Regions from separate parts of the Danio rerio genome. Here region 2 is linked to region 1. Evidence: chromatin contacts called from public Hi-C data. All regions are on one chromosome and are shown on one strand. The core of a region is the stretch at or near the end of the contact, and the rest is flanking DNA. Distances in the headings are between cores, read along the strand shown.

What was found. A called contact is a pair of places that touch in the nucleus more often than the background predicts.
Region 2: a Hi-C map of embryo shows a contact between it and region 1, with 4 times the contacts expected there. The contact joins the enhancer-like site here to the promoter of bcl11ba in region 1. A contact is called at or near these places in 7 of 18 Hi-C or Micro-C datasets (caudal fin, embryo, hematopoietic stem cells and 2 more) and 2 of 4 datasets of contacts at active chromatin or transcription factors (caudal fin and embryo).

Annotation. Positions count from the first base shown.
Region 1 is chr17:19,384,912-19,391,101 of GRCz12tu, reverse strand. bcl11ba (BCL11 transcription factor B a) reads right to left here and starts at 2,300. Exons shown (of 5, transcript NM_001328407.1): 1 at 1,123-2,300. The coding sequence starts at 1,180.
Region 2 is chr17:20,128,577-20,134,716 of GRCz12tu, reverse strand. All of the region lies in intron 10 of si:dkey-288a3.2, which reads right to left. Among named protein-coding and RNA genes, the nearest start is that of ak7b, 31 kb to the left of the region's middle. Within about 2 kb of position 2,431, at least 19 of the 62 cell types and tissues checked have an H3K27ac peak or open chromatin away from gene starts, as enhancers often do.

The sequences.
Region 1 (6,190 bases), core at 1,051-3,550:
GCAAGAAGCCAATTAAAAAAAAAAAGCTTTGTTTTTTAGTATAACAGCTTAAGTAAAAGCAAGCTTGACATTTGTATAAAATAATTTAACATCAAGATGACAAATTAATTTCACTTTAATTATTTTCTTTGTTTTGACACATTTGCATTCAGGTCTAACACTTGGAAGCAGTTATATGTCATTATTGCAATAAATTGTAACTACTTAAAAAAGAAAAGCTCATTGCAACCGTGTGTGCGCTGCGAAATCAAAACCTTTAACCGTCCATGTGCTTGGTGGTTACAGGTAGCTTCTCACCTTCAGTACAGAACTATTTCAAATGCCTTGCAAAAAGTGCAAAAGTCTAGTTTAAATCGAAGCATGAAACATTGTTACAGTGCATCATGATTTGGAAAGACAGGCCTACAAGTTCAATGTATCACTTCAACAAGGAAATGTTTTAAATGTATATTTTAAATTGCAATAAATTATTTTAATGATCAAACATATTTTAATAAACTGTCTAATTGATATATCTATATTAAACCAGAGAAAGTAAAAATATATTACATTCAGTCTAAATTAGCATAATTTATTAAATTATGCTTATTTATTAAGATAACCCACACCTCATTAAACTGTTTAGTTAACATTACAAAACTTATCAAATACTTAAATAAAAAATGCAATGTAAAGTTTCAAATCTAACCTCATGGCCTGCTAACAATTGTTAGATTAATCCAAACTATTTGCTATTAAAATCAAACAACATAACTGGGAATAATAGTCTCTAAAAATAGAGACTTAAATAAAAGATACGTTTAAAATAAAAAATAAAAAATTAAAAAGAGTTAGCGTAGTTCTTCTTTTTTTTACTTTTTAATTCTTTTAAGCAACACTAAACCTGTAAATCCGACTTTTTGCTTAAAGCAGGAATTAGAAATTCATTAAGAAATAATTTAACTAATTTAGCTAACTTGGTGCGTTTCATTTTCCTGCATTTAAATGAATTAACGCATTTTAATAAAAGCCGTTAATTAATAACACTATAAAACTCTTTAGTACAGATCGTTCCTCTCATCACAAAAAATGGTCAAACGTCCTCTTAATACACAAATAAGTAAAACATAAAGACAGACTTACGTGTTATAATTTCTCTTTGCGACAAATGCTGAGGGTTTCCCTGCTTGCGACGGGACATTGCCCTGGCATTTACACTGGCATCGCCCAGAGACCCGCACAAGGAATAGTCGGCTAGCCTCTTCGGTCCTCCGTGTCCGTGGCGTGGGCTTTTTCCCCCCTCGGCAGCAAACTTTTCCCGGGACTTCCAAAGAACTGCCACAGTTCCGAGCCGAGATAGAGATAGGGGTCCCGTGAATGTGAGAGAAGCGAAAGTGTCTTTGCGCTCCGGCTCTCCAGATGACCAGAGACGCGCAGACGCTCAGTACCTCAGCGACACACACATGCACTTAAGCGGTGTGCCGAGCGCGATCTGTCCGAGGGCGAAAATATCCTTGACGACTGACAGTTGTGCAGAAACCACTGGAAATGTCTTGGCGTGTAATGCCCGGTGCGTTTGGAAAGGTTGGACCCTCTAAAGTGTCTCTCTCTATATATCTCTCTTCGTCCTGTGCCTTGTGGATGAGTCAATTGTTTCGTTCTGAGTCCAATTAAATCTAAAAAAGAAAAACGGTCATTACTTATTAGATTGGATGAAATGAATCCAATTTCTCCTTGAGTTGGCACTTGAGCGTGCCAAGCACTGGACAGTTCTTCTTCTTCTCTCCTGGGCTCTAAGTGCATGCGATGCCCGGTTACTTTGCACTCTCTCCAACTCTTTGCACTTGCTCCCCTATTCGGCTTTGCGCACTGGAGACCAGGGACATGGACTTGCCACCTCCTTTCCAAATGAATGAAGCTTTTTTTCTTCTTCCTTTTTCTGCCTGTATGAAGATGGCGGAGTCCTGCTTCTCCGGGAGCTCTCTGTGTCTCTGTGGCGAGGGCTGCCTCCGTACAATGGGATAAAATTCAAGTTCAAGTGCGGACGTGACGTTAAGTCTACAGTGGGAAAGAAAATTGGAGACTGCAAGAGCACTGGGGGCGACTAGTGGTGGCTTTTCACAACTATCGGATCACCAGAACAGTGGTGGAGAGCGTGGACATCGCGAGCCGCTGTATTACACACACACACACATACATACACACGCACACACACACACACACATACACGCGCACAAACACACGGCACCTGATAGACCGGCGCACTGCTTGTCTGAATCTGCTTTACAAATAAAACAATGCGCTACAACGATGCAATGAATTTAAAGGGGGAAAAGCTTGCACATGGCTTTTATTTAAAAAAAAAAATGCGTATGAATGTGCATGAGATATTTTATGCATGCAAATAAATAAATAAATAACTGAATAAGAAGATTTTGAAGTTGACTTTCAGTCTTTAACTGTAAACATTAAAATCAGTAAACTCAGATTGAAAGCACGGATGGATGCACGGAAATACACTTCAGCGAGACATAAGTGTGATGTTTACCTCATAAGCAATAAATTACACGAGACAAGACAAGCGCTGATATACTCGCACATCACATTTCTTCTTTATGTGTTTTATGTCCTACAGAAATGACATTATTAAATTAAAGCGACATTTGTGGAAGGAGGAAAATCAGAAGGGAGAAAAATATTGTGATGTGTTCAGTCTACATTTCTTAATCCTTTCTAATGTACATTTTTATCACTTGAGTCAACATATTAGTGTCTTTTAAGAAAAATGAGATCAATGAATACTAGACTGTTGCGCTTGTGGAAATGCAAGACTGAATACTAAAGGAAACGAAAACAGGGAGGTGTGTTGTGCAAATACTTGCATGATTTGAGTTTACTGAGTGAAAATGCAAGCCATGTTTATTTGCTTCTGTTTTACACTCCACGTATATGAAAGCGGATCAGTTGGCTCAGAATTTATTTATTTTTTTATAGTTTCTTATTGTGATTTAGAAGCTTTAAAGCAGAAAGATGATTTACTTGAGATTCAGCGCGAGTGAAAATATAAGCCAACAGTTCTTCAGTTTTTCTTTTAGGCTCAGCTACATTTTTAATGTCTAATTCAAAATCATTTTTGTTTTTTGTTGTCAATTTTAAATCAGTTTTGGTATTGGTGTAGGTTATTAAAACAAGATATTTAGAAGGTTCTAAAGGTTTTTTTTCTATTTAAAACCTTTATTTAAAAAATACTATTGACTGACATGTTGACAAATGACACACTGTGACTATTGCTAATTAAAACCAATTCACTTTTGGGGAAACAAACTATTTTTAAATGCAGGAAATTACCTGTAATCACCCTTGTTTGAAAGTCTTAGGGTTAAACTGGCGTTCTCACCGATGTCACAGTATATAACCAGCTAGTTTGTTCAAATTGACATTCCAATTAAAAAATTATAGGTCACACTTTAGTGTTCATAAATGTGTTAACACCGAGGCAAACTAATGAACTACATGCACTAAATGTGTAATTATTTTCTAGAACTGCGTGTAATTAGGCATTCTTTTTGTTATTGCTATAGCATTTAATTATAGCTACGTGTAATACGTGAACATGTTTAGTGTAAATTGAAACCAATTAGATACATTTGAAAACATGCTGCGGAAAAGTACGTTAATGGTATGGGATTGAAAGGAAAAGGACAAGTTATTACCATTTTTAATTCGCATGGAGACTGTATCTACCTTCAACAGTTGATGTATAATAGAGGCAAGGCACTACCAAAGGCGTCCGACTTGTGCCAGTTTAGAGGCAGGTAGTTTTCAGGCGAATCGCCCAGATGAGAGCGTGTCTGCGTCGATCCATCTGCTCATGATCCATCATAGGAGGTGACGCTGGGTGGCACAGCCTCGCCAACAATGCCATATATCCTGCCACTGTCTCTGATAAAATCTCCACCCTGAACTCTGTAAATAACAATAACTTTCAGAATCATTTTTTTGAGGATAGATAGATTGATAGATAGATTGATAGATTGATAGAATGATAGATTGATAGATAGATAGATAGATAGATAGATAGATAGATAGATAGATAGATAGATAGATAGATAGATAGATAGATAGATAGATAGATAGATAGATAGATAGATAGATAGATAGATAGATAGATAGATAGAGTTGACACATATCAAGGAAATAACCAGAGTGATTTTTATTTGAGGTGTTGTCAAAAACAGAAGACATTTTCACGATTTACAAGAGTGTTTAAAGCTAGAAACATCCTCTTCCAGGAAATCAAGACTGGAGGAGGTTGTTGCTGATACGGGATGTGCTAGTGCTGGATTATTCTTCCTATAAAAAAGCATGAAATGTTCTCTGAAAGACAGTGTTGCTCACAGCTGTGAATCCTGTTTTATTGCATGAATTCATTGGACACGTCCTGTACTTTGCATTGAATTATGTCAATACATTTCTCTGTAATGACAGCTTTGGCTCAGATCACAAGTAAGAAACTCTGTGCACCAACTTTGTAAGCCATACATTACCAGAGAGAATGTGTGAATGGTGTATTTGGTTCTTGTCAGGAAATGTGTGGAGACAAATGTGGAGTCAGAGCATCTGATATGATGATTAAGATAAAATGATGCATTAATACACTTGATTTCTGTTTGTAAATGTTCTTGTAATGCTAATAACATTTCCTGCATTTCCTCAAATGATTATGGCTAATTTGGCAACTTTATTAATTATTGATTTTTATACATGTGCCATAAAAATGAGTGTATGCATCTCCTAAAATGAGTGTATGCAAGTCCTAAATTTGATATCATAAATAATTTAAAACAAATGACTAACAGACTAAAATGCAGCACAGACCATCTTGCTAAAAAATCTAATATTAAAAGCACAAACTTTAAATTGCAGTTTGCACCAGATTTTAAATCAGTGATGCTTTTATATTTCAGTGCTTTTGTCATTTATATGTAATGTAAAAAGCAGGATCCTAAATGCTCATATCTTTTGTTTCAGTCATAAGTGTGTCCAATACACTTGACAAGATGTATTTATTTGCAGTCTATCGCTCCTGTGCTGAACTTGCAATGCAACAGTACCCTCTATTGGCCAGTTACTGACACGAAGATTTACAAGCATGGGGCTCAAACGCTTAAAAAAAGCCACATTTGGTCCTGTGTTTAAATTCAGAGGTTTTGGTTAGAAATATTTCAGTTCTTTGCTAAGGTTAACAATAGTATTTTACTCTCTGACCCAATGATAGCGATTTTTGGCTGGTCAGATTTGCTTGGTTAACTGTTTAGGATGGTGTGATCATAGCTAAAAAAGTTATCCTTTGTTTCTGGAGAAACAAATGTTAGGCCTCTTTTTTTCTGACTGGCTTCTTGGACCCACTTCCATTTAACATTTGGTAAGAACTTGATATACCACTTCTGGGAACTCTGCAAATTTTGATTACATTTTGGATCTAGTTTTTTTTCCTAAAACACCATAAACTTGTTTAATTTCTGAAGATTTGTAAGTGTTTTTTTCTCTCATACTTTTGACATCCATTGCTGTGAATTTTTGTAGGTCATATATGTCTTGTTTGTCACCATTTTCCCTTCATGCTTTATTTTACATTTTGCAAAGATTATTGTTTCATGATGGGTTTGTCTGTCTGTTTCTTGTTCTTCTATGTCTGCAAAAACAATAATAAAACTATATAACTATATATTTAAAAACAAACAAAGAAAAAGCCACAATGAAACAACTAAGTTAATTTGGAATTGCAAAATGTATTGTTGAAATTTAGTTTTTTTTTTTCTTCTGAAAATGCTGTTTTCTCTTCATCTGTTGTATTTAACTTAAGAAAGAAAATATAAAACTACATGTAAATAAAAAAATACTTTTTAAGTGAACCATCTAGCAAATTTCGTTCATTACAAATGAAATTAATTATGTTTAAAGTCTCTTCAGCTTTGTATTATAGACTTGTCATATCGCCACCTTGGAATTATAAGGCTCTATCTGCGGTCTGAATGATTTTGAGATTTTGAGCTTCAAAGTTTTCGCATTCCAAAGCAAACAGTATGTGTGTAAAATTTTTTTTTTAAATAAAAAGTCTTAAAATGTAAATGACTTATTAAAAAAAACATCCCATAATGTAAAAAAAGTTGTCATTTAATAACAATATGTCAATAACTTAATTTTGACA
Region 2 (6,140 bases), core at 1,182-3,681, 740 kb before region 1:
AAAGTGTTTGTGTGCATGCATGTGAAGGGACTTTAGGGATTGGATATGTAATCATTGCATATTTTTAAATAAACCTGGCTTTAATTTAATTTTTAAAAAATGATGTAACAAATAATTAAGCATAATGTAAACCAAAAAAAGTACTCAAATAAGCTTATATTTTATAACAAACCATGCAAATTGAAAGATTATATGGAATGTGCTTATTTTGTAACTTACCTACAGTATAAAGATGGATATATTTTATATAACACCCTGGAAGTTTATTTAAAACATATCTTAAAACTATATTTGACATTAAATATATATATATATATATATATATATATATATATATATATATATATATATATATATATATAGTTTGAAAGTGTTTGTGTGCATGCATATGAAGGGACTTTTGGCATTGGATATGTAATCATTGCATATGTGTATGAAGCTTGCTTTAATTTAATAAACAAAAGTAACGTAAAATAATTAAGCATAACGTAAACAAATATTATTCAAATAAGTTTATATTTTATAATGAATCATGCAAGTTTGTTTATTTTGTAACTTACCTAGCGTATAAAGATGGATATATCTTATATAACACCTGGAAGTTTATAAAAACTTATCTCAAAACTACATTTGACATATTCAGGGTATATACGGGAATCAGGGAGGGAAATTCAGTAACTTTCAAGTCCTTTTTAAAAAATCTTTCCATACATATTAAAACCTAATCGCCACTTTAGGTTTCACCCAATAACATTGACAACATTTTAATGTAAAGTATATTTACTAAATACTGATTGTAAGAAACTAATTCTATACTAAGACATTATTCAACCCTAACTAAATAAAAACTAACTAAATAAAAATGCTAAATGGTGCCAGTAGAACTGTAGGATTTTATTGATTTCATAAAATACACAACAGCCCGATATTCAGATAAAATTCAGGCAAACCTTAGCATACAGCTATACATTGTAGAATCAAAAATGATACAAAATTTAGTAACTTGTAAAAAGAGCATTCAAGATTTCTTTAATACTTTTTAAAGGCCTTAAATTCCTCTAAATTGATTGATCAACTTTTAATCCCTTTTAAGACCCTGCGGAGACCCTAATTATTAAATAATGATATTTATATGCAGTTTGAAAGTGTTTGTGTGCATGCATATGAAGGAACTTTTGGCATTGGATATGTAATCATTGCATATTAGTATGAAGCTGGCTTTAATTTAATAAACAAATATAATTTAACAAATAATTAAGCATAACTTAAAGAAAAAAATATTCAAATGTGTTTATATTTTATAATAAATCATGCAAATGTATTTATTTTGTAACTTACCTGCAGTATAAAGATGGATATATCTTATATAACACCCTCTAAGCTTATTAAAAACTTATCTTAAAACTATATTTGACATAATAAATAATGATATATATGCAGTATGAAAGTGTTTGTGTGCATGCATGTGAAGGGACTTTTGGGATTGGATACGTAATCATTGCATATTTGGATGAAGCTGGCTTTAAGTTGATATTCAGTGATGAAAAAAGGGTTACTTTGGAAACTCTCTGATAATTGGCTTCTTAAAAGCATCTCATTTTTAACAATGTCACTGTGGCTGGTGGATGACAATTAATCTGTTTTCCAGTGTTTTCTTGGCATCTGTGCCAATTACTTTATATGCTAATATATGTAAATTACTCAGCATTTGAGATGCCAGTAAAAAAAAACTGCTTGTATTGTATATTATTTTTAATTCCTGCAATACAATTGAAGTCTTTTTTTTATTATTCAAAGATACTATTTTACATTTTAAATGCATTTTTTTTCATATTTGCATATATTTTCAAAATGGAAAAGTAATGCATTAGTAAAGCAAACAGAGCTCTTAAATATAGCTTAATTTTTGATAATAAATAATTCTTTCAGACAACACAATCAACCGATACTTTGCAACAGAAAGAATCTTGGAAACAATCAGACTTGCTTGCATCATTTCTTTGTTTACCACGATGACAATGAGAATTAGTCACGAACGCCGCAGCAAGCGCATTTATTTCTCCCTCCAACAGTCAAACTGCATTTTTACACTTACCTTACATCCTATTTAAGTGCGTCCTGGATTTCATATTTGTCATTGTGTCGGCACATTAATATTTTTCTTTTTTTTTCTCTTACCTTCTCTGTTAGTGGGAAAGAGGATAATGACTTCACCGCTAAGTAAATGTTAATGAATGCACTTCGCCATCTGACTAGGTCTTTTCTCTTAACATAAATAGCTATAATTACCAACATATTCTCTCTCGCTCACTCGCTCGCTCTATCTCTCTCTTTCTCCCTTTCTCACACACACACACAGACACACATACACACTCTATGACCTGCATGAAAAGTGTGCTCTCTATTGTCCTGTGTTATGTTAAGCTGTTTCTCATCTCTGAAGGTAGATGTCACTGTTGTACACTAAATGGATCTGTAAACTTCAGCCTGGAAGAGGATGGATGTTTACTGTTGGGTAAGAGAGTACGAGGAGAAAAAAAAAGGTCTCAGATAGATATTTGAAGGATAGGGCATCGTTTACGGAACATAATAATAATATTGTTTATAATAATAATAATATTAATAATAATAATAATAATAATAATAATGATGATAATGATAATAATAATAACAATAATGATGATAATAATAATAATATTATTATTAATAATAATGATGATGATAATGATGATAATAATAATATTAATAACAATAACAATGACAATGATGATAATAATAATAATAATAACAATAATAATAATAATAATAATAATATTAATATAATAATGATGATGATGATGATAATAATAATGATGATGATAATAATAATAATAATAATAATACAATAATATTAATATAATAATGATGATGATGATGATAATAATAATGATGATGATGATAATAATAATAATAATAATACAATAATATTATAATAATAATAATGATGATGATGATGATAATAATAATGATGATGATAATAATAATAATAATAATAATAATTTTTTATATTAATCTAAGTTTTCATATGTTTATTTTTATATGTTTTAAATGTTAATTTCCTAAATATAATAATTTAAATTAGACTTGAAATAGACTTTTGATAGACTTATATCTGTTATATTTTATATTGTAAGTCAAGTTTGAGATATTAATTAATTATTTAAATATTTCCTATTTGATTATTTTAATTAGTTTGTAAAATCAAATTAAATCTAAGTAAAAAATAATAATAATGATATTAATAATGCTCCAAAAAAGCATGCAAATATTTTGCTAATTAATATCTTCTACCAAAAATCTATAAATCAGATCTAGTACTTCATTCTCCCACTAAACTAACACATTTGCATCCATAAATCCTGATACGCTGCCACAAACCTACTCACACAACAGAAATCATAAATATTTTGATCCATAAATTCATTCCGACTAAGTCTGGTGGCTTAAAATTATCAAGTTTTTTGTTTTACATTTGTGCAAAACTACAAATAAACATATATTAAAATGTTCAATTTAGCTTAACAGCATATTTTCGTTAATTACCTCATATTACTCACGAGAAGTACAATGAATGCGCAATCTGATAATTATAAGCGCGCTCATATTGGAAGAGTATCAGTCGAATGTGTCAAAATAAAGTTAGAGCACTAAAGCTGAGCAACTCCGTCATCAACACACACACACACACACACACTCGCGCAGTGAATGGTATGAATATATATCTCCACCGAGGACGGCAGTCAGCTCTGCTCTCCCGGCTGATTCAAAAATGTATCTTTCAGGCGTTTATTATCAATTTGACTTTATCTTCTCTTTACCAGAGGTGTGAAATCTCCACCTCATACGTGTAATTAAGGTGGGCCGCGGTGCTTAAGAGAGGCTTGATTTGAAGCGATTACCAGAAGCGAGAGCTGAAAAGTACACCGCTGTGACCTCAGGGGCAGACTGGAGAGCTGCTGGCTGAAGCCACGGCTAATTTAATTGATCTCCTCAGCTTTACATTTAAATATCATCACAGTGGCGATGAGCTCCAGATAGGCTTTGTTCTTGCGTGTGGCTGAGGAGAGATTATTCGCCGTGCAGATCTGACCTGATGGCTTCCCTCCCCGCTAAACTCTTGTGTTTGTTCAGCCTAAGAGAGCCAGACATCGATCCGCCCGCTTGGAAAGAGGCAGTTTGGGTGATGGTTGGTTTCAACTGTTGTCGCTACACGTGAGAAGGGGATTGTCTGAGAGTAGACACAAAAATAAAAAAAGCCAAGTGCCCTTTGTGTGTAGAATTCTTTTTACAATAAACTAGAGCTGCGCTACATATCGAGAAATGATTGTCATCGCGATAATAGTATATGTAATATCCATATCGCAGGAAGGAGGATTATATTGAAAAAGTTTTATGTTTGTGTGCTACATGCATAAGTTGTTTATCCAAATCTGACCAATCAGATGGGTCCTTTATTATCTTCATCCCCACCTCATCAGTAGGTGCTGTTATGTGAACCAAAAGCTAAAAATAAATACTAATTCTGAGAAACAAGAGAGGAAAAATACAACAACCAATAAGAATTAGATTTTCCAGAATTTTTAAAGTCAAAATGTTTGCACCTTGACATATTTATTTTCATTTATTAGCTCAGTAAAAAAAAAAATTGTTGCTTAAGGGAGAAAAGACTAGGAATAATAAAAAGCAGAAAACGGTCAAACTTGCTCTACAAACAAGTGTTTGCATGACTATACAAAGCATAATAATATAATATAATATGAAAATAAACTGAAGTCAATGAGACCGGAAGTCTTAAGCCAAAAAGATTCAAATGGCTGTGCCTGCCCGTAGAATAAGGAATAAGGTGCATATATAGTTGAAGTCAGAATTATTATCCCCCTTTTTATTTATTTATTTATTTATTTTATTATTTTTTTTATATATCCCAAATTATGTTTAACAGAGCAAAGAAATTTTCATAGTATATCGGACAATATTTTTTCTTCTGGAGAAAGTCTTATTTGTTTAATTAATTTTTTTTAAACACCATTTTAAGGACAAAATTATTAGCCCCTTTAAGCTATATTTATTTCCCGATAGTCTACAGATCAAGCCATAATTATACAATAACTTGCCTAATTACCCTATGCTGCCTAGTTAACCTAATTAACCTAGTTAAGCCTTTAAATGTCACTTTAAGCTGTATAGACGTGTCTTGAAAAATATCTAGTAAAATATTATTTACTGTCATCAAGGCAAAGATAAAATAAATCAACTATTAGAGATGAGTTATTAAAACTTCTATGTTTAGAAATGTGTTGAAAAAAATCTTCACTCTGTTAAACAGAAATTGGGGGAAAAAATAAACAGGGGGGCAAATATTTCAGGGAGGCTAATAATTGTGACTTCAACTGTGTATATATATATATATATATATATATATATATATATATATATATATATATATATATATATATATATATATATATGTATATATATATATATATATATATATATATATATATATATATATATATATATATATAAAATAGTGCTTTGCAATATAGTTAAATCATAAGAAATATCACAACATTCAACAACAATACTGAATATCGCAATTTTTTTCCAGTATCTAGCAGACTCTACTATAGACTGTTTTAAAGCAGCTTCTATCGAATAAGCAAGAAAATAACAGAATCTGTGATGCAAACTCCATCAAACAGCCATTATGTCATTACTGTAGTCATTATTCAGCTTGAGTCAGTTTAGTGTTTGTTTAATAACTGAATTCAGCTCGATTCAATGTTCATTGTCACTTTTACCTAGTGTAAGTTTTATGACTAGGGCTTTGCAATTGACCATGTGTGACCCTGGACCACAAAACCAGTCTTAAGGGTCAATTTTTTGGAAATTGATATTTGTATCATCTGTAAGCTGAATAAATAAGTTTGATGTAGTGTTTATTAAGATACAGGACAAAGTTGGCTGAGATACAATCTGAAATCTGAGCATGAAAAAAAAAACTACAGAAAATAATGCTCTTAAAGTTGTCAAATTAAGTTCTTACCAATGCATATTACTAATTAAAATGAAAGTTTTTGATATATTTATGGAAGGAAACT